2 separate regions of the Arachis hypogaea genome follow, and region 2 is linked to region 1. Evidence: chromatin contacts called from public Hi-C data. All regions are on one chromosome and are shown on one strand. The core of a region is the stretch at or near the end of the contact, and the rest is flanking DNA. Distances in the headings are between cores, read along the strand shown.

The links. A called contact is a pair of places that touch in the nucleus more often than the background predicts.
Region 2: a contact with region 1 is called in a Hi-C map of leaf, with 2.0 times the contacts expected there. The contact joins the promoter of LOC112759075 here to the enhancer-like site in region 1. A contact is called at or near these places in 2 of 8 Hi-C or Micro-C datasets (both in leaf).

What each region holds. Positions count from the first base shown.
Region 1 is chr16:37,141,085-37,148,044 of arahy.Tifrunner.gnm2.J5K5, reverse strand. No RefSeq gene overlaps it. Among protein-coding and RNA genes, the nearest start is that of LOC112759069, 6.1 kb to the left of the region's middle. Within about 2 kb of position 2,519, at least 3 of the 3 cell types and tissues checked have open chromatin away from gene starts, as enhancers often do.
Region 2 is chr16:37,411,167-37,418,435 of arahy.Tifrunner.gnm2.J5K5, reverse strand. It overlaps LOC112759075 (WRKY transcription factor 44), which reads right to left and starts at 5,874. Exons shown (of 7, transcript XM_025807904.3): 1 at 5,682-5,874; 2 at 5,448-5,564; 3 at 1,783-2,127; 4 at 1,568-1,699; 5 at 654-1,351; 6 at 241-399. The coding sequence starts at 2,004.

The DNA of each region.
Region 1 (6,960 bases), core at 1,270-3,769:
GATCAAAGAAGTATGTTAGGAAGGATACGAGGGTAAAATGATAATATAATAACATTAGTGATAAAAGCGCCACTAAAAATCTAAAGAAAACAGTAAAAAGAGAACTTAATTAAGTAAAAAAAAGTAAAATTGAAAATATATAAAAGTACCAAGGGCAAATTAGAATATGTGACAAAGGTTGAGAGATTTAAAGAGTAGAAACCGGGTACGAGTTTTTATAAAAAAAAGGTAAAGAAGTCCCTTAGAGAAAAAGTTTATTTGAAAAGTGTCGTGGAAAAAGAAAACTATAAACCCCAAGGTGCTAAGAGATTATTTGGGGAAGAAGCGCGTCTACTCCGACGGAATCAAAATCGTCCTAAGAGATTATTTGGGGAGGAGGAGTTTCTGTTCCGACGGAACCAGAACCATGTTAAGATGTGGGGATGCCCACTTGATATTGAAAATTGTTTCTCCAACTGTTAGCATACTATGGCGTCAAGCTCTGCGACAATTTCCAGTTGTCAGAATGCATGTGGCTTTATCCATTAGGCACGTATACAGAACGTACGCAGTTGAAAAAACTATATTCGGGCTTAGTCCCGGGTAATGTCGGGTTGTGGATAGTCAATCGACACATGAGCTCATGGTCTGCATAGGACCAAACATGCATCATACTTGGTTGTTGCATTTCTCTGTGATTTTGATTTATCTCTGCTTCCTGTATTCTATACTTGTTTACTTTTCTGCTATATACTTGTACTTGTACTTGTTTGCGTGACTTACTGACATAATTGCGCAAACTCTTAGACTTAGGTTGCGGAACCCTTTAGGTTTTTCATGTAGTACCCTGTTGAGAACCTTAGGTTCTCACCCCCTTACTTTCCCTCGTTTCACAGATGGGAACCAGCGTGATCTTCTTTCATTTTTCTGCATTTGGATAGGTGAACAACATCATCACAGGTGTTCTGATGACTTTCTCCTTGCTTCAGCACAACATTTTCTTAGCTACCAAGATATCCATGAGCAGCAGCAGTAATAGTAGCAGTAGTAGTAGTCTTTGTCCTCATTCTATGTAGACTTTTAGAGGGTTAAGTATTTTTGTAAATATCTATATAAACAAGTTAAAATGGGTCCCAAACTAGGATAACTCTTGTGAGTCGAGGCCTGTTAGTATAAATATGGAGTTTGTAAATATTTTCATGAATAAGTAACGACGTAACCCGGTGTAAACTATGATGTACTAAATGAGCATTCTGACATATATGTATGATATTATTATGTTTTCTGTATTTTCTATAGTTCATGTAGATATTATCTGTTTAACTATTATTTATTTTGTTATATTTATATATCTGACACGTGATTTTGACTAGCACTACGGGTTCATATGTATATATTTGATATAAGGTCTAGAGTCTCTAAGAAAAGTTGTAAAGTAGTTCCTGGCAATTAACATTAGTCATGATGTATTAAAAGTTTGGTCGTTACATTACATAATAATAATAATATAGTTTAAAATGTTATATTTTTTAAAATTGATAAAAAAACATGTAAAGATAAGTGAGTTATTGCAAAAATTTTGCAATTGTGATGATTGGTCAAATTTGTTGTTATTTTAAAGTTTTTATACTTGTTAGAGTTATATAGTCTTTTTATTCTCCATGAAAGAGTACGAAAGCTGTTCTAGTATGAAACTTTAAACTTAATTTTAAATCTATAATGAGTAATAAGTTAGAGACTTTTTATAATGTTAAAATAACTGATCCCATTAATATATAAAATTAATTTAATTGTCTAAGTAATTATTCGTCTCGCGTGTTAAAAGCTTTTAATTTTTTAACACAATATGCAATAGGCCAAAAAAAACATTTGAATTTTACATTGTAATAAAAAAATACGAGTAAAAAAAACCGCAACTATTATCGAGAAATAGCTAAAATATGATAAAGTTCGAAAGTGACATCCTTATGCCAACATTGAACATGCATAATCGGAAACTATTTACAAATTTGATTAATTAATATTATATTAATATTAATAATAATATTAATAAACGGTTATTAATTGTTTAGTATTATTTAGTTGAAGGAACATAATGTTTTAAGAATTGTATATGTTTAAAATATTGGCGGTGAAACTTTTAGAATAAGATGAGAACAAAATCAGAATTTTATCTTCTGAATTAAATGAATGAAATTTTGAAAATTCAAAAGGCCGTTACGAGAAAATCGATTATGCACTAATTAAGGGGAGGGAGGATTCTGCGGCGACGCTTGTAGCTAATTTGGAAGAAGACTCAGACTATACTGTATCATGCACTTATAAGGAGATCCAAAGGGAATATTCTTTTTTTGGGCAGGAGAGGGAGCATGCAAAGATTAATGAGAGGTTTAATAACGGGCTGATGGAAAATAGGCCCAAGGAAGTGAAACATAAGGCTGGGTTACAAAGAATAGGACCCAGATGGAGGAATGGGGGCTTGGAAAAAATAAGAAGCACGAGGCCCAGCTGGATGAAAGTGGCCTTGGGCTATCCGATTCGGTGATGGATGACCCGGTTGAAGAGAACGCAACCCGATTGGCTGTATGCGTGCTGGATACAACGCCCCCCAATGCTCCTGTAAGGAATCAGCGAAGTGAGGATGACACGAGCCTAGGCGGGCGGGTGTCCTCCCAAGAGGAGTGCTTTGCGGCGCAAGGACAAGTAGGGGAACAAGAAACCGACGATTGGCATGCAGATGTTGTCGCGGAGGAGATGCGAACTGTAGCCAGCGAACCAAGGCGAGGGCGAGAGGAGCACGAACAGTGTATGGGAGACGCCACAATTGGAAACCAAATCGAAGGTTCTAATCGCAAGAGGAGCAAAATGAAACCGGATGAGGTGGAAGGAAGAGGGCAGGTTACTGGTGATGCAAAACACTGGAAATCCAACAAAGGCGAGACATTGGAGGCGGGGTTGGGAAGAGGAAATGGCAGAGAATAAAGAAGCCTGGAAATCGGCGGTTGAATCAGAAGCAATATCATACAGTGATGAGGAGGACATCATGGCAATTCTTCAGGAACAAAATGAAGCTATATCTATGAAAAGAAGACAGTCGAAGCGAAAGGAGAAATTCAGAAGAAGTCGTCCAAAATGCCAAAAGCAGGTGTGTAATAATATTTGTAAATAATTTTAAGCTGTTGGAATGTTAGGGGGTTGGGAGGTGTTGCAAAATTGAACATGATAAAAAATTTTAAAAATAAGTTTAAAGTAGATACGCTGGGGCTGATAGAAACAAAAAAAAAAGTGCTGAACAAATATGATGTAGCTAGAATTTGGGGTAATGATAGAGCTAGCTGGGAGTATGTAAATTCTGTTGGAGCTTCCGGAGGCTTACTATTAATTTGGGACGACTCTGTATTCAAATTGATAAACTGTTATAAAGGAGATGGATGGTTATGTGTAGAAGGAGTGATGGCTAAAAATAATTTTCACTGCGCAATTTGTCTGGTGTATAGTCCGCATGTGAGAGAGGAAAAACTCTTAATGTGGGAGGAATTAAGCTATATTACAGGATTGTGTCAGACCCCATTTTTTTATATAGGAGACTTTAATGAAATTGTGCATGTAGAGGAGAGAAAGGGGGCGACCAACTTATCAGCTTCTGCTGAGGATTTTAAAGCATGGATAAATGACATGGAGTTGGTGGACTTGCCAATTAATGATCGGAAGTACACATGGTTTAGAGGTCAGTCCTGCAGTCGTATCGATAGGTGCCTGGTTAACTTGGAGTGGCTGGATGCGTACCCGGATACTCGGTTAAGAGGGGGACCGAGAGGTCTATCAGATCATTGTCCTTTGATTGTGGAAGATAGAAGAATAGCTCAAGGATCAAGACTGTTCCGTAGTTTAGACGTGTGGTTCACGCATGAAGGCTTCCTAAGGATGATAAAGGAAGAATGGAGGGGTTTGGGCGACGTGTAGTTTCTGGATAAACTAAAGGCGCTGACAAAACCACTGGGTAGATGGCATAAGCAGCACTTTGGGAATATACAGGAGAAGATACAAAAGTTTGAAGAGGATATTAAGAAAGTAGATGATCTGGTGAGCAACGGAGTTTATGATGGTACAGTAGAAGCAAGAAGAAAGGCGTTGGTAAGGTGCTGTGAGGTATGGTATGAGAGGCAAGATATACACTGGAAGCAAATGTCTAGATCTTGACATGCCAAGGAGATGGACAGGAATACCAAGTACTTCCACAATATTGCATCAGCAAGAAGAAGGAATAACCGGATTGAGTCTTTAGTAATTAACGGTAGGCTGGTGAGGAATCATGCAAGAATTAAGGTTGCCACTAGAGATTTCTACAGGAGTTTATACCACCAGGACGAGTCGCCAAATATTAGCTTCAGAGATGGATTAGTTAATCGCCTAGAAGAAGAGGAAGCTCAAGCACTTGAGGTACTACCGACGGTGGAGGAAGTAAAGGAGGCAGTATGGGACTGCGAATCGTCGAAGGCTCCAGGCAACGATGGCTATAATATGAATTTTATAAAAAGATGCTGGGAGGAGATTGGAGCGGATTTTACAAAAGCGGTGTTGAGCTTTTTTGTGACAGGAAAGTTACCAGCAGACTCCAATGTTACTTGGGCAGCGCTGGCTCCAAAGTTTGTGGGTGCGAAGGAGATAAAGGACCTTAGACCAATCAGTATGGTGGGATGCGTGTATAAAGTTATATCAAAAGTGTTGACAAGAAGAATGAGAAGCGTCATGCCAGGGTTAGTTAGGGAATCGCAGAGTGCATTTGTTAAGGGCAGGAGGATACATGATGGAGCGTTAATAGCATGTGAAACTATACAGTGGCTAAAATTGAAGAAGAAGGCATCAGCAATCATCAAATTGGACTTCCACAAAGCTTATGATAGAGTCAAATGGAATTTCGTTGAATGGTGAATGGGACACCGTCTAAACCGTTCAAGATAGAAAGGGGGTTCCGGCAAGGCGATCCGTTATCACCGTATCTATTCATTCTGGTTGTAGATGTGCTGAACAGGATGATCGGGGAGGCGGTAAGAAATAGGAGAATACTACCGCTCTTAGTTGGCAGGGATAATATAGAGTTATCACATCTCCAGTTCGCTGATGACACTATATTGTTCTGCCCACCGGAGGAGGAGACAGTGAGAAATTACAAGAGACTCTTGAGGTGTTTTGAAGTCATGTCTGGGCTGAGCATGAACTTCGACAAGTCTAGTTTGATACCGGTAAATTGTAGTCAGGAGTGGGTTGGTCAGATGTGCCAGTTACTAGGATGCTGGTGCACGAATTGTGAATCACACTTTTCACAACTCGTACCACTAACCAGCAAGTGCACTGGGTCGTCCAAGTAATACCTTACATGAGTAAGGGTCGAATCCCACAGAGATTGTTGGTTTGAAGCAATCTATGGTTATCTTGTAAATCTTAGTCAGGAGGTTAATTATATTTATCAGTTTGAATTGCGAAAAGTAAAAGAGCATGGATTAGATACTTGTTCTGCAGTAATGGAGAATATGTTGGAGTTTTGGAAATGCTTTGTCTTCTGAATCTCTACTTTCTTTCTGTCTTCTTCTTCACGCACGCAAGGTTCCTCCTATGGCAAGCTGTGTGTTGGTGGATCACTGTTGTCAATGGCTACCATCCGTCCTCTCAGTGAAAAAGGTCCAGGTGCGCTGTCACCGCACGGCTAATCATCTGTCGGTTCCCACTCATGCTGGAATAGGATCTATTGACCCTTTTGCGTCTGTCACTACGCCCAGCCCTTGTGAGTTTGAAGCTCGTCACAGTCATTCAATCCCTGAATTCTACTCGGAATACCACAGACAAGGTTTAGACTTTCTGGATTCTCATGAATACTGCCAATGAATTCTAGCTTATTCCACGAAGATTCTGATTAAGGAATCCAAGAGATATTCATTCAATCGAAGGTAGAACGGAGGTAGTTGTCAGGCACGAGTTCATAGGTTGAGGATGACGATGAGTGTCACGGATCATCACATCCATCATATTGAAGTGCAAATAAACATCTTAGATAGAAACAAGCGTGTTTGAATAGAAAACAAAAATAGTTGCATTAATTCATCAAAATACAGCAGAGCCCCTCACCCCCAACAATGGAGTTCAGAGACTCATGCCGTCAAAGAGTACAAAGTTCAGATCTAAAAATGTCATGAGGTACAAAATAAATCTCTAAAAGTTGTTTAAATACTAAACTAGTAACCTAGGTTTACAGAAAATGAATAAACTAAGATAGATGGTGCAGAAATCCACTTCTGGGACCCACTTAGTGTGTGCTGGGCTGAGACTTAAGCTTTACACATGCCTGGGCTGTTTCTGGAGTTAAACGCCAGGTTGTAACCTGTTTTGGGCGTTCAACTCCAACTTGTAACCTGTTTCTGGCGTTTATCGCCAGACTGCAACATGGAACTGGCGTTGAACGCCAGTTTACATCATCTATCCTTGAGCAAAGTATAGACTATTATATATTGCTGGAAAGCCTTGGATGTCTACTTTCCAACGCAATTAAGAGCGTGCCAATTGGACTCTTGTAGCTCCAGAAAATCCATTCCGAGTGCAGGGAGGTCAGAATCCAACAGCATCAGCAGTCCTTTTGCAGCCTGAATCAGATTTTTGCTCAGCTCCCTCAATTTCAGCCAGAAATTACCTGAAATCATAGAAAAACATACAAACTCATAGTAAAGTCCAGAAATGTGATTTTTATTTAAAAACTAAAAAAAATAATAAAAAGTGACTAAAACATATTAAAAACTACCTAAAAACAATGCCAAAAAGCGTATAAATTATCCGCTCATCACAACACCAAACTTAAATTGTTGCTTGTCCCCAAGAAACTAGAAATAAAGTAGGATAAAAAGAAGAGAATATACAATGAATTCCAAAAACATCTATGAAGATCAGTCTTAATTAGATGAGCGGGGCTATTAGCTTTTTGCTTCTGAACAG
Region 2 (7,269 bases), core at 4,625-7,124, 270 kb before region 1:
AACCTTTCAGGGATCATTTTATTAGCAAATTAATTTTTGGAGAGTATAAGGTGAAGATATGGTGGGAAATCTCACATCCACCATCTACATTACAGCCATACAGCAATACAAAGAAATGAAGAGATCATTAAAGCACTACAAAGCAGAACCGAAATTTCATTTTTTTTCAAAGATTTATTCTGACAGAGAGTGTATGCAACTTTAATTATTGGTACTAAAGAACAATCAATAAGTACAAACCTGGGATATGGATTGCCCTTCACCACCTTCTGCCCGTACTTCCTCCAGTGGAAGCCATCTCCAATTATCTCCGAATCTGTAGAACTCTGCAGCACAATGCGTGGCTCGATTAATGCTTCCTCTGACACTGCTGCTTCATTGGATCGACTCTCATTCCTCCTGAAGGAAGAGAAGCATTAACATAAAGTATATACTTTAATTAAAGACATGATGATGACAGTGAACTGAGCTCACAATTCAAAAAATAGAATTACTAATATCTTACTGGATTGAGAGTTTTACAAGAATGGAAAAGTATCAAGTTAATTTGTGCTAATTTCTCATGTGACAAATCACTTATCCATTTTTCAAATTAGTGTTAGAATATCTATTTATCCAATTAGACATTACAATGTTGTAGCAAGACCTTTTACCTTCTTTTACTTCTAGATTCTTCCTCCTCTGCCTCAAATCCTTTGCTTCCTTGCTCACATTCCCCACTTAGACCACACGAATTTTCCGGGCTTACCCCATATGCATTTAAAATAGAATCATTAGGCTGTGAAACTTTAACCCCATAAACCGAATTCGCAGGCAGCCCTGTGTCATTCTGGTTTTCTATTCTGCTATCATTCCTCTCACTGTGATTGTTACTCCACACATCTTGAGCCACTCCATCAGGCACCATTCCTGATCCTTGCATCCCTGCTGTTCCGCTGCGTTTAGGAGGCTGTGGCTTTGGATGGTTGTGTTCACCTTTATAAACAATTTCTGCAATCTGTCCATCAAATGATCTCTCAACCTTCTTCTTCACTGGACAATTAGGATGAGTGCACTTATAATAACTCCGCGGATACTCACTTCCTTTCACTTGCTTCTGCCCGTATTTCCTCCAGTTATACCCATCATAAGAAGGTCGATCGCAATTGATTGCGGATGTTAAAGCCTTCTGATCCTCCTCTATGTTCTGTTGCATCATCTTACAAGGTTCAGTAGTTTCAGAAGGTGGTGTAATGCTGTGACTGTGATAAAGATCAGAGCTCAGATTGGTTCCGAATCTTTCATGGCTGATATGATGAAGACCACCCTCCATTGATTGCCCGGATTGTTGCTGAATTGTACTGCAATTTCCCTTCTCCAAAGGAAGAGAAAAAGAATTGAGATAAAACATAAATGGATTTCGGAAGAGCTTCATAACAACAAAGAATTGTACTTCTTCCATTCCATTTTATTTGTGACTATGAAAATTTGGTACATCCTTCGATCAAAGATATTTACTTAAAACTACGGATAAAAGGAAGCAGAGGAAGTATTTCGATTTATCATATATGTACATATATACACTAACCATATTTGCCAAAAGAGAAACTGTTGTCCTTGACACAAGTTTTGCCATTGGTTTGTATATGAGGGACTGCTTGGTGTCAGAATTAGGACTCTTGTGGGAAGAATCACAAAGTGCAGCTCCAAAAATGTCATCCTGCAATTACAAAAAACCATAGGAATTGTAAAACCAAGAAGCTATGCAGGAAAGAGTCTGTGACTGCTAGACTGAGAGTTCACCTGAGAAGCAACAGACGGAGCGGGGGTGCGGTTCAGTGCCGGCTTGAACCTCACTGTCTTTGGTCTAATGGCAGAAACTGTTGCCTGGGAAGATTCAATTTGGGGTGATGAGGCATTAATGGCACCTGCAAGAAGCTCAGAGAAAGATCTGAAAGTATTACAATTAGGCCTTGAAGCAACTGGTTTTGCCACAACTACTCTCTCAGCTTCATCAATATCCATTTTCAGTCAGTACTTTTTACAAATAGATGGTCTGCAACTTCCACTCTTCCTCAGAAATAGCAGGAATTCCTCTTGATGATGGTTTCAACTCATCCTAAGATAAGGATCACCAACCTGGTACACCTAACATTATGCCAAGTTTTAATATTAGTTCCTAATACAGAAAGAAATTTCACTATCATGATTATGAGTCTCACTCATGCTACTGTGCCTGGTAAAGATGCCCAATGTAAACAAAAGAGAAGAGGCAGAGGCCATAAACAAAAGCAAAGATTTTAAAGAAACCAAATTCAAAACGATATATCTCTTTTCAGTTTCGAACATGAGATACCTTATTTATGTCTACTGTGTCATATGTCCTAATTAACTGTAAGACACTGTGGTGACTTTAATCCAGCTTATCATTTGATCATTTGATATGATCTAAAGTTGATACAGTGTCTATAAATACATTTTTTTTTCTTCACTTTATTTATTTAAATATCTTTTTCCAAATTTAATATATTCACATATATTAAACTATATTTTTTTGCCCGTGAGAGGAGAGGAGAGGTTGCTTTTTGTTTCTTTTGGTTGTAGTTTCAAGGACAGTACAGTTATAGTACCAAAACCATGATATATCATATATCACAGACTAAAATTATTTGAAACTTCAACTGCATTTAGCTACAAGAAGATCATCAATTAGGTTTTTGTATGGAGAAACATAGCAATGATTATGGAAACCATTTTTTAAGAATGTGTAATGTGGAAAGGAGTGTAGAAAATAGGAATATATTGTGGAACAAAAATTTTACTAGTAAACCAAATATTCATTTATTGTGTATAAATATATATATCTTATTTTATATCACTTTTTATGTGTATTTTTATATTCTGATATGTATATTGTACAAAAAATTATTATCAAGAGTTAACATGCATTCAATCATTATTATTTTAAGAGTATCCAATCATTTCTCTAATAAAATACTTCAATAGAAAAATCTTTTGTTGTATATATCTACACATTTATTGTATTCTCTATTTTCTCTATAATACTCTATCCTACTCTATAGTAGAATTAAGGAATAAAATGTCATATCAGTTGTTCAATTCATAGATTCTGAGACTTGAGAGACGACTAATGAAGCAATCCCAAGAGAGCTATCAATCATTCATTCTACCCTAACTAGGCTTAACCACGCAACAACACCATTCATTTTCGCAGCAATAAGAAATGTCCGTACAGGCACTTTCATTGAAAAGTTTGAAGAATGAAAAGAAAATTCTGATAATTTTATACATATCAGATATTCAGAAATAAAATAGAGGCACCAGCACCGACAAAACAATCCATCTATTTTGCTGGTCGCCCGCTTTTAATTAATATTCGATTAATTATTGTAACCTAAACTTTAAATAAAAACTGATGAAATTGGCCCACATACTCCTACACCAAAAAAAAAGTGACTGTCTAATACTCACAAACTTAATCAGTATAATCTCTAGCATTGAAATCCATTCCTAATAATCACAAAAGAAAAAGATTAGGCTAAAGTAAAGAGATTAGTAAAATAAAATTTTAATTAATATTGAATTTAAAAAAAATATTTAAAGTGAAAAGCTAATAAAATAATGAAATAAAAACTTAATTATAATTATATTTATAATTTTTTGTCATACATAAATTCTACTACTTTAATTCAAAAGTGATTGTACTTTTATTATTTTATTTTAGAAAAATTTTATCTTTGAATTTTTTATTTTTTTTATGTGTGAGTTTCATTATCTTAATTCAAAGATTATTAAATACTCATTTTTTTGCTTTACTAACTTTTTTATTTTAAAAGAGTTTAATTCAATCAAAAACTCATTTATTCTTAATTTAAAGATAATTAAACACTCGTTTTTTACTTTACTAATCTCTTAATTTTAAAAATGTTTCATCCCTTATTATAAATTAGAAGAAATGTTGTCCCAACTTTTATTATAACAGAAAATACTTGCGAAGAAATTGCTAACATTAATATAACAATGCTGCCCTCACTATGATTATAATAATATCTACTTTATTTCTACTATATATAATGAGGATAAGAGGCAGAGTTTGTGTATAATTTTTTTCCTTAAAATGCCCTTCCTCATATATATATAATTGTTAACTCAAAAAATTAAATTCATAATCTTTTAGTTTTAGTGTAACATAAGTTTTAAGACTTAACTAATTTAAAAAATTAATTTTAGTTCATAAAATACGTGATTTTTCTTTACCCACACACGTTATAAAGACTAAAGAGTATTGGTTCTTCGCATTTTTATATGGTATCATAATTATCCTCTAATTAAATATTTAGTTTGCGTAACCTTTTTTAATATACTTAGTTAGCACATATTCTTTCACTTGTTAAATAATATGTGAGACTCACTCTAATTAAGATTAGGGAAATGCTAGTTGTACAATATTAATCGGCCTTTAATCATCTTTTAATCAGATTTAAATAATATTTAATTATTTTTTTAGTGTAACATGTTTTTATTTTGTAGATACATATCTATAATTAGATTTTAATTTAAATTTAAATTTTAAAATCCACCCACTTCATTGGTGGTTACTATGAATTTGCTTTACTTTCGTAACTTCACGTAATAGATACAGTTTTTTAAATTCCTTATTCTATGGGACATTCACAGGCATTAGTGAATCCCAAACCAAAAAGGACGCTGCCAGCTGAATTCTCCATCTTGTCTTCATTGATGAAGACTATCATCACCTTCCAGCTGAAGCACTCTCTCATTTTGCATTGGTAAAAGGTATCATTATTTTTCACACATATATTTATGTAATTTGTTGAGAAATATCATGTTCAATATTTTTAATTATATTTTAATTTAAACATAAAAGCACTCTACTAATTTAATTGGAATAAGGTTGATCTTATTTAATTTTATTAATAAAGTTGTTGCAAATAAAGTACTTTCTACGTAAGTAATTTGAACAGAGAAGTAAAAAAAAAATCTGGAGTTTAAGAGAGAAGATGTAGTTGATATAGTCATAAAAATTTTGTTGTTATTTATCAATTATAACACATATGATAGTATGATATTTTATTCAAAATATTTTTAAAACACATCCAAAATCAGGCTAACTTTAAATATTTAAATTTAAACGTTAATAAACGGAATATATATATATATATATATAACAAAAGTGGATATATAAAAAATCATTTGTCAATACAAATGTAATGAGCCATATATTTGAGGTGATGAGCATAAAAACCCAGAAAATAACCTAACAAAGAAAAGCACGCAAACGATCGATATTGTACGAAAAAGCAGCTCCAATATCTGAGTTCTTAATTTACTATTATGGTTATGCCTTCTGAGGAAAGTTATAAGTAACACATATTATAGTAATTAAGATAATAAATTAAGAAGAATAAAGAGAATTAAGAACTAACCAGATATCCAAGACCACCAATTGAAGCAACATATATATACTCTTAAGCTAAAGAGAACCATATAATTCTGTGTCTTCAATCTTTTTCCCAATACAAACCCCGAGTTTAACCCCTTTCCTGCATTTCAACGAAATTCAATGTCAGATAAAAAGGGAAATAAAAATATAATGAATAATAAACCTAATAATAAGTTCCTAACTAAAACGCATCATGAAGGGAAAGATTGAAATTTACTTCGGATTCGAGCGTTTCATCAACGATAACATTAAACAGTGACCTTATTTTTTATGTACATATATATATATGCGTGGTGCTTTATACATATAGATATGGAATGAGGAGGGAAAAAAGAAAGAAGCTAAATAATGAAAGAGGGAGGGAGATAGGAAGGAATGTCACTGGGTTTTGTTCCTAAAAGATAAAGTTCTGAACCTAAACGACAGTGTTGCTCTTTTAAACATTTTAATAAAATCAAACTAGTCGTTTGTGAAATATATATATACACACACACAAAAATGTATCATATACGCTATATAAATAAATCACTACATATATTTATATATACTTTTACATATTAATTCATATATTTTTTAAATAAATAAAAAATTATTAGAATAATCAAAACATGTCATACAATAGAATAATCAAATTTCGAATAGATGAATAATCAAACTTATTTATGACAGTGTAATAAATATTTTTTATAAAATGTCAAATATATATTTTAATATAAGATAACAACCGATCTTAATATATATATATGTAGCATAATTGATATATATATATATATATGGTCAATACATTATTTTTTAATTAGTTAATGAAATTCATAAATAGTTAATAACTAAAATATCTTTAATGATGGCTAATAAACTATAATTTAAATGATATAATTTTTTCATTTTTATCTAAAGATTTTGAGTTCGAATTTTACTTCTAACTTTTTTTTTAAAAAAATATCTTTAATGATAATAGTGAAATACACTTTATCAGAAAACTACCATTTTGATACTCGAAAAAAAATTTAGATTTTACAAAATGGATCTCAAAAAAAAATTATGAAGAATCATGCTCTATACAAGTTTTAGCATTCAAATTTCAATGCAATTTTTTTCTCAAGTTTACTTAAAAAAAATTTATGTACTTTCATCTTTTTAGATTTGGTCATTTTGTTTAAGTGATTTTTTTTTACATTTGTTTCATGTGAATGGCACAAAATTGAAAACAAAACGTCTAGATATTTGGACTCATTTTGTGTATATACCTTCTAAATTATACAAGTATTAAAAAAATTAGATGAAGGTGAGAGAATGTTTATTATAGTGCATGAGTTTGTCATGAAGGATTAAGTTTCTCCGAAGTGAGTAAAAGAGTTAGAAAGTAAAATTTTAATCTTCTTTTAATTAAAATAGTAAAACAAATTATAAACTTACATATATATTAAAAATTTAAATTAAATCCCATAAAAAAATTAAATTAAATATTGATTCAATTTTCACTTTTTTCTTGTTGAGTAAACTATTATTTTGACCTAAAAGTTTTAATTTTTGGTAAAATAACACTTTAAAAAAAGATTTTTTTTATCCTCGCCTTAGTTTGAAAAAATACACCAATTATAGAAAGATATAAATGAAAAAGAACTCTTAACACAATTTTTTGTAAGTTTAGATTTTTGGCTTTTTGTTGAATAAAAAACACAATAATTTTAGAAAAATAATTTAAAAATAATTTTTTCAATTTTTTATATATAATTTCAAAATTTTTTTAGAATCAAAATGATAATTTATTTATTTATTTTTATCATATTAAAATTCTAGAAGAA